Regions from separate parts of the Hordeum vulgare genome. Here region 2 is linked to region 1. A link is a contact called in public Hi-C data. All regions are on one chromosome and are shown on one strand. The core of a region is the stretch at or near the end of the contact, and the rest is flanking DNA. Distances in the headings are between cores, read along the strand shown. Region 1 holds the start of LOC123444542 (probable myosin-binding protein 6). Region 2 holds the start of LOC123444545 (alpha-mannosidase I MNS4).

Evidence for each region. Hi-C and Micro-C count contacts between places; a contact is called where the count stands out from the background.
Region 2: a contact with region 1 is called in a Hi-C map of seedling, with 4 times the contacts expected there. The contact joins the promoter of LOC123444545 here to the promoter of LOC123444542 in region 1. A contact is called at or near these places in 2 of 6 Hi-C or Micro-C datasets (leaf and seedling).

What each region holds. Positions count from the first base shown.
Region 1 is chr3H:506,819,140-506,824,775 of MorexV3_pseudomolecules_assembly, reverse strand. It overlaps LOC123444542 (probable myosin-binding protein 6), which reads left to right and starts at 3,027. Exons shown (of 6, transcript XM_045121299.1): 1 at 3,027-3,325; 2 at 4,105-5,162; 3 at 5,239-5,406; 4 at 5,509-5,636. The coding sequence starts at 4,184.
Region 2 is chr3H:507,236,659-507,242,868 of MorexV3_pseudomolecules_assembly, reverse strand. It overlaps LOC123444545 (alpha-mannosidase I MNS4), which reads left to right and starts at 3,951. Exons shown (of 17, transcript XM_045121304.1): 1 at 3,951-4,156; 2 at 5,422-5,541; 3 at 5,636-5,728. The coding sequence starts at 4,010.

The sequences.
Region 1 (5,636 bases), core at 1,778-4,277:
CATGTCATTCAATGGTGAACCACCCTCTGCCCCAGGCCACCGATGATGATGAGGACCCTGAGTTTCAGCGTCAGATGCAAATGACCATCATTGTGTCTGTCTAGGAATGGCGCTTCGATGCATTCCTGCATGATGAGGATGAGCGTCGTCTCAGTGTGGGTGTGGAACAATCTATCGCATCTCTGGATGCCATCCACAACACGAGTAGGGATATGCAATGGCGGGAATGGAGGGAGAGTGCAACGAGGAAGCGGGTGAGGAAGAACTCGGATGCCAATGCAATGGGAAAAAAAGAGTTGGGAGCAGGACAAGAAGGCGGTGGAGCAGGCCGCCACATGCCTATGAGCCGCGTTGGAGGCTGGTGCAGGCCTTACATCTGTGGCAATAGATCTAGCCGTAGCAGTCATCTCGGCGGCCACGACGACCGTGAATGTAGCCCTTGCGAGAGCGACGACCGTCTGTGTCCAAATGGCCCACGCAGATGCCACGCCAGCTTCGTCGATGATGGTGGCTACCCAAGGGAATGTCGTCATGGCGAAGGTAGCTTCGTCGATGGTGTTAGACATAGCAAGAGGACACGCGGTCACTCTGGACGAGGTAGCCCCACCGGTCGCCGCCATGGAACCAATGGAGTTTATCGACTTGACGAGCTCCTGTGAAAACTCCTTTTGAGCCGAGGAAGGCCACGACGATAGTGGTGGCGCTGAGTTTGTATGCATCCATGGCGTAGTGAATATTTTGTACAATTCATCTACATGTAAATTAGCGAACAATTTGTAAATTAGTGAGCGTATGAACTAATGTCAACTTATCCGCTGCAAAATAAGATATTTTGTGGTGGAAATTAGCCAAATGTTTATGTCAATGTTTGTGGGCCATGTGAAAAATTAGCATGAATTTCACGTCTGCGTTAGAAATGACGATGTGTGATCAACCCACGTTGACAAATCTCAGAAAAAGCTACTCACCTTGTGCGATGCAAAAACTTGTGGTTTCACAGCATTTCGTCACAGCTCGCGTACAAACTTTATTATGTTTGGACCGTGCGTGATCTTGGCTGCTCTCACCCCGCTTCAGTTCCTTTACTCAAATTTTAATGGTTGCGGTATTCTCAACCGCCACCCCTCCCTCGTCTACCACCGACCCTATAGTAAAATTTCAGTTGCCGAGGCATTTGAACCGTCGCCATCTCTTGTCCACCATCATATCCACCCACCATTACTAAATGTTTTAGTAGCCGCAACATATCCGCAAAACACCACCCCCGCCACAGTCCACACCCCTCTCCCTTCTCCCCCACTTGAACCCTAGCTCGCCCCTGCTGCCGCCCTCCACCACCAACCTTAGCCAGTATGCATGTGCCTCCTAGTTACACAAGTTCAGGTTACCCACCGATCCACATACACCCTCGCTGCCCTAAGTTTTTCGACGAGGCGTGCGGTGTCCCTTTCCCCCTGATCCCCATCATGTACCCTAGAGAGTCGCGGCCTAAGCCCGACAACATATCCCGGGGAGAACGAGGAGCATACGAGCAAAGGCGCGAGGTGGCATCGTTTGTTCCAACCCATCGATCCCGGAGGAATACCTCGTCGTTAAAGCTGGTGAGGGAATTGACTACATTGTAATGTCGAAGGCTTCAAGTTTGCAGGCTCGTGTATTCCTGTATCTCAGGAGAGCTGGCAATGACATCAAGCTCATCAACATTGACATCTTCATTAAGGACATGTCACGGGTTAAGTGTTCCACCGGCAATGCCTCTAGTTCGACCATCGTCAGTCTCTTCATAGGCCCCGCCGCTGATCTCCTCTACCTCACAGTCAAGGATTTGCGATCCTTGTATGCCATCGAGCCCCTTTTGTCATTTTTTAAGGAAACATTCTATGGCGGTGGCTTGGGATCCTTAGCTGCAAAGTCAGATCTCATCGGCCAAGAGAAGGAAACCCACTACGGATGTCCTATGGGGAAGCATCCCATATGCAACTCCAGGGAGCGCATCCTAGGCACCACAAATTCCAAGTGGAAGGAGCCCATCCATGACAAGTGAGGCAACATAGGTAAAAAATCTAATATGACAAACTAATTAATAGGAGAGAGATGAGTATGGTGACCCAAAAAAAACAATGCTAAGCGTGTGAACCTAGGTAAAAAAACTAAATGAAAGAAATACACCAATGCATACATAACTTTAGTTGTAAAAGTATTAAATAAGGATGCAAAGGCCCTGTTTGTTTCACTGGGACTAGACTAAAAAAAGTCCTGTTTAGTCCGTGTGTAACCAAACGGGAGGGACTTTTTTTAAGGGACTAAAAAAAGACTCTACTGAAGGTACTTTTTTCTTTAGTCCGTGGGACTAGAAAAAGTCTAGTCCCTTGAGAAACAAACACCCCCCTTAGCTACAATAAGCTAAGCAACTATGCATCAGAGACTTTAGTTGTTAAACTATTTGACGTGTTTAGCACCTCATCTTAGCACCAATGTATTGGAAGTGGGTTCATCAAGGAAGATATAAGTTACTCTTCTCTAGACTCTATTTGACGTGTTTAGCCCCTCATCTTAGCACCAATGTATTGAAAGTGGGTTCATCAAGGAAGATATAAGTTACTCTTCTCTAGACTCTATTTGACGTGTTTAGCACCTCATCTTAGCACCAATGTATTGGAAGTGGGTTCATCAAGGAAGATATAAGTTACTCTTCTCTAGACTCTATTTGACGTGTTTAGCCCCTCATCTTAGCACCAATGTATTGAAAGTGGGTTCATCAAGGAAGATATAAGTTATTCTTCTCTAGACTCTAGCTTTGAAGATCATGGCGTGGACAGTCAGGCTCCCAATCAGTACCGCCATCATCCACTCCAGTCCATTATTGATATGATTCCTCCGTTCACATCGAGACGTCATTTTCCACGGGGCAGCCTAAACAACCCCCGTTAGCGCTAATCTACTCAGCAGCAGTGACCACTAGACCAACTAAAACCGAGGGACGGAAGAGCTCAACCACCGCAGGCCTTTCGGCCCTCGTCTGACTCTGACCGCCCCGCGTCGCTGTCCGGCCCGCTGAGGCCGGCTTTCTCCGTTTCGGCACGCCGCTCCGTCGTGGCCTCGCCACCGGCCACCGCCCACTTGCCCCCGCTTTCGGTTTTGGCTCGTTTCGGCGGTGGGGAGAATATATTTCCCTGCCACCTTTCCGCCTCATCATTTTCCTCCTCCTCCTGACGCTGCTCCGCTTAGCCACCCCCTTCCTTTTTGGCGCCTGCTCCGGCCATATATCGTCGCAGATCGGGATCTCTCGCGGCGTGCTGATTCTCGGCTTGGATCCAAAGGCGAGGTCCTAATCCTAACTCCGCTCCTCCTGTGATCTTGTTCTGTGGCTGACCCGTGATTTCAGCTTACTTTGCTTCTTGGCACAGTGTCTTTCAAGTTCAACCTGCAAGGAAGCAATTATGCTTACCATGTTGTTCCTTCTATTCTTAGTTTTAAGCTCGTGGCTCATTTGCTTGATTCTGTACACACCCTAGATTCCTACTAGTGATTTGACTATGGGGGATTTGGGAGTTGAGACGATAGCATTTCACCCGCAGCTTTGAGGGAAAGTGGGTATCACTGTTAGAATCGAATCCCATTATGCCAAGTGGTTTTCGTGGCCGGAATATGTTGTGTTGTTGGCCGAGTTCAGTTGCTTAGCTCTCAACAAGTTCCAGCTTACTACAGGGATCACTTGTCCTGCATAATTTGTTCTTGGTCTAGTGTATCTGCTATTGCCAATTAGCCACTGTGGTTGCCTAGTAAGTTGCTGCCCGACACTTGCTGCTATCAATTGCTTTTCCAACCTGGCATTCGGTCTCCCGCTCCAGCTAAGACTGGCTTTATGCTTCACCAAACCCACCCATATCGCTGCGATGACACTGCACACTGCCATCATTATTTCCTCCTTCATCTTCTCAATGATAAGGCCAAGGTTTTAATCGTACCGAATTCTGATGTCTCTAGGCTACAGGCTACAGCTTCAATGAAGTCTTGTTAATTGTATCACGAACCGGATTAACCGTAACACACAAGTAAAACTCAAACTTTGCTGGTTATTAACTTTGATTTGACTTCTTGTAGAGATCCTGCTTCAACACCAACCACCTCTGACCATCTAAACAGCGCGTTGAAGCGAAGATTCAAGTAATTCTGTCAGACAATGGGAACAAGGATGACAGTCCTGCGTCGACTGCCAGTCACACTGTCCTCCGCATTGCTCGAGTGGATCTTGATGCTTCTGCTGTTCATCGATGCAGTTTACTCCTTCCTCATCACCCGATTTGCCCGTCTCTGCAAACTACCGGTACCTTGTCCGTTCTGCTCGAGGCTAGATCATGTCCTCGGGAACGAGGAGCCGTGCTTCTACAGGGAATTGATCTGCAAAACTCACAAGTCAGAGATCTCATCCTTGGCCTTCTGCCGCCTCCACCAGAAACTTGCAGGCGCGGAAAGTATGTGTGATGGATGCAGCAGTAGCTCACTTGCTCCAAGAGTGACACCAAACAAGAATGATAACACAGATGAGCCTGCGGTGGATGCCGACATACTCGATAGTACTCAGGGGGGTGATGGTGTGCTACATTCTCCTCTTACTAGAATTTGTTCATGTTGTGCACAACATTTTGAACAGCGGAGTGTATCGCTGTTTTCTCAAAAGAGTGGAGAGCTCAAACCTCCTAACTCACCAAAGATTTGCACAGATTATTCTGTATCATGGCGACTGGACGAACCATTGAAAACCAAAGACATTTACCATCAGAGTGATCATACATCTCATGACAGATACAGTGCTCTACAGATGACATCTGACTCCGAGGTTGAGGTTCCTTGTGCTGATGATGGCAGAGATTCTCACCCTCATGAAGCCTTTGATATGGAAAAGAGAGACTTTCAGGAAGATGCAGTTTTTGAGATACCAGTTCTTCCACCCCCTGAGGTGGTCAAGCCATCGGAAATGAATGTTCAGGAAGAACAAAAAGTGACTGACTCCGGTAATGCATCTTCGGCAGATCCTGTTCCGAATTATGATCCTGGCAGTGTGATTAGTGGGAGTCAAATGGAAGCACAGGACATCTCGTCCAGAACACGAGCATCACAGCATGACCCTCTAATTGCCATTGAAGAGTTATCTTTAGAAGGTAAGATTCAATTTCCCGAACTTGGATAACTCCCCTTATTTTGGCATACCCTATAAATGCATGGATAATTGTGCAGATGCCACTGTTCCCCAAATTCCAGTTGCATCAGTTGATGAGTTACCTAAGATTCTTGGTGAAACTGAATCATGTCAGAGGACGAGTGACAGCATCATCGAACCATATACATCTCAATTCACAATACTCGAACAACACTATGCCGTTGCAGTGGACAAAAATATAAAAGGTATGGTGTCCTGATAATAACTCATAACCAAATGAATGACATTTTGTTTCTTATCATCAAACCATCATGACACAACCAATAATTGTTAATATGACCCAGAAGAAGCTCAGGAGGCAGAAATCGCTGCTATATCATGTGGCGCGTTTCACCAGAGAAACACATTGGCTAATGATCCAGTTACAAGTGAACCAGTACCCAAGGACTACCACGTTGTTGCTTCAGAAGATACA
Region 2 (6,210 bases), core at 2,702-5,201, 420 kb before region 1:
TGTAAAAAATGATGGTGATATGGACCGGACTCACATGATGTTCACTAGTGATGTATCTCTCCCAAAAGACGATAAACAACTATGCTTGGGTAAACAAATCACAGTTGCGCAATTGACAGAATTATGAACGCACCTCAATGCTAATTATGCTACTTGATAGTTAGAGGTTCAATAGTAATGGGCAGTACGCCAAGACAAGTAGACCGTTTATTCATTAGCATCTACTTACTAATCATCCACCTTGAGATATCTATCGAGAACATCTCGCCGGTATTAAGTTGCGAGCCCCACCCAAAGTGTAAACTCAAAGCAACGGACAACTGCATTAACGAACTATGCGTAAGGTAAACAATCCTTGCAACCGTGGTCACAAGCACCGTTGTTTTCTCCCTGGTGGCAACAACACATCCCCTAGTCTCATGTTTCTGTCACTCAAGCTAGACATCGAGGGGCATGAACCCACAATCATGCATAACACTCCCTCTTGGAGTTACAATCAATTACTCGGCCAAAGCAATAAATAGCAACGGAGAACATGCATGAATCACTAAGGAACATAATATAAAAGGATAATCAAATATATAACTCATAACAATCTGAACATAATCTTATAATCCATCGGATCCCAACAAACCGAGCATAGCAATAGCAAGAGAATTACATAGATGCCTTGATCATGTAGGGGAGCTCACAAGGACTAACCATTGGAGCACAAGATTGGAGGGAAGACATCACATAGCTACTGGTCATGGACTCATGGTCCAAGGAGGACTACTCACGACACGTCCAGGAAGCGTCCATGGCGGTGGAGAAGCTCCCGGAGGTCAATCCTCCCTCCGACAGGGTGTCGGGAAGAGGTCTCCTGACGCTCCCGATCTCGGAAGCGCTGCGGCGGCGGAACGATGGAGAACGTCGCGATTCTGGAAGTCGTCGAAGGGTTTCTTCTCGGGACTCTAAATATAGGCCAAAGGAGGGCACCGGAGGAGGTGGGACCCACCCAGGCGACCTCCTGGCGCGGCCTAGGGTCTGGCCGCGTTAGCAGGTCGCCTGGGAGGCCCCTGGCCCCCTCTGGCCCATCTTCGGTGATCCAGAAGCTTCTGTTTCGCTGATTTTTTTATATATTTTTTTGCTGGAATTTTTTGGGCTTCGGAAAATTGGGTAAAATCCCCTGCAAAATAGACATCAGCAGACAGAAACTGGCATTGGATGAACTGAGTTAGTAGGTTAGTCCAAATATGTGTAAAATGGTATAAAAGTGTAGCAAAACATATAACAATGTCACCCAAAAGATTATGGAACAAGCAAAAAATATAGATACGTTTGGGACGTATCAGCAGGTTACTGGAGCAGTCGAATCAGAGTTAGCTGAGCATGAGGGGAACTCACCTTGCAAGCCGATTACTATCGATATGTGGGGCAGCCGAAGACTGAACACACTAGCGTTGAAGTCTAGTTCGGGGGCTACTGAGGGAGTCCGGGATTCTGGGGTCCTCGAGCGGCTCGCTAGTCTATGCCGGGTTGGCCCATTGGGCCATGCTATTGAAGATCGAGTTGGGCCGTGCTATTGAAGATCGAGTCGTATGATGACCTCTACTCTGGAAGGGATGTTCCGAAGATTGACGTGTACTTCAAAGACTAGGTCGGCTCACCCACCCCCGATTATGGTTGGTAACTTGTAAACCCTAGGATCCCTGGTGTCTATATAAACTAGAGACCCCTATCCGTGTAGGGGAGGCTGAATCATCTAGGGTTTAGCATATACGACCTCAAGGTAGATCTACTCTGTAATCATCTTCATCAATACAATCAAGCATGACGTAGGGTATTACCTCCATAGGAGGGCCTGGACCTGGGTAAATTGTTGTCTCCCCTTTCTTCCTACAACCCATCGATCTAAGGTCCACAGTTCGGGACCCCCTACTCGATATCTGCCGGTTTTGACACCGATAGTCACTTCAGATTCTCCAATGCCTGTCGCGTGATCTTTTGTGGTATTTTTGTTCTTTTTAATAGTGGGCCGCGAACAAATTCCGCATGGCGCCACCGTATTTTGACAATTTCCTAAGCCAGTAACCTAACTCCTCGTATTTTATAGTTTCGTAGCAATGCACGTGCATTGTGCTAGTTTTTGCAAAGGTGTGGATCAAGCTGATAGGGCGAAAATCCGCTATATCTTCTGCACCGTCCTTCTTAGGAAGCAACACGAATACACTATATTCGCCGAGTTGAGCCGGTGCAGGTTGGACGCCTGCAAATTTGAAAAAGGATTGGATTGCCTTCATCACATCCACTTTGATAATATCCCAGCACGATGACTTGAAAAAGGCACCAGTGAATCCGTTGGGCCCGGGGGCCTTGTCCACAGGTAACTGAGAGATGGCAGCAAGAACCTCGTTCTCATTCAGAGTATTGCCGAGGATGGAAAGATCCACACCCTCGAGGTCTAGTGCATACCAGTTGAAATACTTTGTCCTTTTTGTGCTTTGTGAAAGATCTTCTTGAAATGGTCTTCTGTCGCCTTCATTTTTCCTTCGTGTGAGGTAACCCAACCATGGCCAACCTTTAGCCGGTGGATGAAGTTTTTTATTCTTCTCGCATTGACTCGAAGGTGGAAGAACTTGGTGTTGGCGTCGCCCTCATTCAAAATTTTCACCCAGACGCATTGCTTTTTTCTAACTCGAACCAGGGGGCCAACCCGATAACTCGCCTCTTCAGTCTAGATCGCAAGTTGGACTCTTATGGCGAGAGAGGTTTGTTATCTTGAGGGGTGTCAAGGTGAAGGATGATATGCAGTGCCATGTGAAGATGGATCTTGGCTGAGGAGAATAACCTCTTGCTCCAACATTTGAGCATGAAGGCTCTTTTGCGAAGCTTGTGGAATAAGACATGGCAAGTCTCAAGGTGTTCAGTAGGGACATCCGAAGCTTGTTGGAAAATTTGGTGGAACTCGGGCATAGAAAGCCATAAATTTTCAAAACGGAAGCTGCGCCGACTCGGGCATAGAAAGCCATAAATTTTCAAAACGGAAGCTGCGAGGGCGCTTAGGACCAACATCTTGCGACAACAGAAGCAGACAGTGATCCGAAAGGGAAGACGAAAGGGCATGGAGGATGTGATTGTCAAAGGTGATGTCTGAGTCGGAGTTACATGAAAAGGAGTCAAGCTTGCTCAAGATTGGGTCCTGACGCTCATTACTCGAGATGAAGCGGCGGTTGTGCAAGTGTATCTCCTTGAGCTTGCCTTCAGCGAGTGTGTCCCTAAATTTGTTGATCCTTCTCTTATCAAAGGTGGGTTTATTCTTATCTCCTACTCTTTAGATTTGGTTGAAATCGCGGGGATGCATTCTCCAACATAAGCATTGCGGTGTTTCACACTTCCTAACTTACCAGCAACACGAGAGTATGTAGGTCCTTCATTGCTTAGGGCGACGGTCATAACGAAACACACCCATATAGTACACCAATGTGGGCCTTTCAAGCCAACACTGATCACATCTAATTACAATTAATATTTTATCCAGTACTTTCTCTGTTCGAAAATACCTGTAACTCTATCAATATGTAATTAATATTATGTCAAATATCACATACATTGCACCCTCGCACTTACTACTCACTCCATTCATAAATATAAGTTTTTTCTAGAGATTTTTCTAAAGATTACATATAAATGTATCTAGATTTAATTTAGAGTATAAATTTATTCATCTTGCTTCATATATACTCGTTCTGTCTTAAAATAAGTGTCTCAACTTTGTACTAGCTCTACTACGGAGTTATATTAAATTTGAGACAATTATTTTGGGACGGAGGGAGTAGTTCATATTAAAATGAAATCTTTTAAAATACTTATATTTAGAGTAGTTGTATTTATTAGTATGTTTTTTTTTTCAGAACACGTCTCCTCGAGTCGTGTTTGTATCCTGGAGACGGAGTGTCCTGTCCTGGCAGTCCTATCTCCCTCCTCCCGGGCTCCCCCTCGTCTCTCGGGCCCGTCCCCAAACCCGAACATGATGCAGCCGATGCGGCTGCGGAGCCAAGGCCGGGGCTCCCCCCTCCTCTGCCTCTCCGCCGCCCTCCTCGCGGTCGCCCTGCTCCCCGGCGCCGCCGTCGCAGACGGCGTCACGCCTACCGAGGCGCTCCGGCTACGCGACGAGGTAGCCCGCCCCGTCCCTGCCTCAGATCCGCCACTCCTAGCCGCAGCCTGTCGTAGCTTAGTAGCTAGTTGCCTAGTTCCATGGTTCCATTACAGTTCGGCTTTCCCGAATGGTATCGTTTGCTTCAGTTCGGTTGCAAGCTGGTTTTGCAATCTGGAGCTAGGCTCCCCGGACTGATCAGCTTGCTTGGTTTGGCTAGTTAAATTTTTAGATTCATGGCTTTTGCCGAACCCGCGGTTTATTCCTGGAAAAAAATGTTAGATTCCTGGCTTCAGTCTTACCCACTGTTTATCCCAGGAGAATGTAGGAACTGACTTCCAAGAGTTCACTACTTGGGGCCACATTTGTGAGCTGTATCATACGACCACCACTTTTGGTCTTTTCATGCCTGATGTGAGATGCCAAAAGGCACTGTTAGTGTTCCTGTCAGGGCACATTTCTTCGATTCATGAATATTGCTGACACCTTTGGTGAAAGTTTCATATCCCCCCCTCCGGATCATTGTTCGATTGTGCTTGTGAGCATGTGTACTACTCAAGCTTACTTGAGTGAAAAAACAACTACAGCCACAGCTCAGTTTTAGATTTGGCATTCCCGAAACGCACCGGCACATGTTATTAGTTGTAAGATCGTGTTAACAGTGGTACCAATTATCTCGCAAAAATAAAATAAAAATAGTGGTACCAGTTGGGACTTGAAGCAATCGTCCCTCCACCCTATACCCCAGTTACGAAGGCATTTTTATGAGCATACCCGTTGGATTTTTATTGGACGAGATCATTTTCGGGCCTCAAGTTGCCTCAACTTTGTGGTGCTTTTGAGGTTGCCCTGTTTTGAGAAAAAGACTTCACTTTTTTTTTCTGAACCTTTTTAAATTTATCTTGTAACGAAGCATTTCTGGGTAAGGTTCTGAATATTTTGTGCCTTGTGCGAGGCACATTCTGGTGATGTTCTTGATGTTAGGATATGAGGTTATAATCAAATTATAGCTCGTTTTTTACCAGGTGCAGCTTAGGCCAGTTCAATTATCTGATTTATCCAAGAGGAATCCTTTGTGTCTTCCTCTGTACTCAACCAAGATAACATCACATATTAACTTGTTAACCAATCATGCTTGTAATACTTTCTTACCTTGGAAGGCAATAGTGGCAATAACTCGAGAGTCTCTAAATGGCATAAGAACAAGCTAGAATAGTTTTTACTGCCCTGTCTTGACCTAAAATTTGTTGAAATGCTAACAGACAGAAGTATATGTTTTTATGCAGGTGAAAGATATGTTTTATCATGCATTTGATGGGTACATGCAACATGCTTTTCCACTTGATGAACTGCGACCGTTGAGTTGTCAAGGGGAAGACTCCCTTGGTGGTTATGCACTTACTCTTGTAAGAAACTAACAAACTGGTTCCTCATGTGTTTTTCCTAACACCTGTTACTTAAGTGGATTGTCATCAATCACGAACAAACATTGTTGAACAGATCGACTCTTTGGATACTCTGGCTTTACTAGGTGATAAGGAGAGATTTGCTGCTGGTGTGGAGTGGGTTGGTAAGAACGTCCGCTTTGATATCGTAAGTAAACATGAGTGACATTTAGTGAATCTGGTTTCACTAATTACAGATGTAACTAAATGCAGTTTATTCTTTACATGTTAGTTTCTGAGTTAAGAATATGCGTCCAATAAATAGCAAAGAAAATGAACTCTCATATCTTAATTTCTGCTGGGCAGCAAAATGATCAACTGCTTGCTGATTAAATTAGTATCTCAATGAATTTGTTGATCTACTTCGCAAATGATGACATGAAGTAGCAATACCCTTTTTGGGGCCTTGCATCTTATTATGTTAAACATATCAGTGTGCTGTGAAGTAGCATGCCCTTTTTGGGGGCATTGCAGTTTGATTATGAAAAACATACCATATCTATTATGTTGGTGCCCCGTTAATTCGTTATATTTGATTGTTCTACTTCTACTCAGTGTACTTGTTTTCTCGTCTCAATTTAGCGTGTACAAATCAGAATGTTTCTTCCTTACAGCATTTATGTGTCTGTT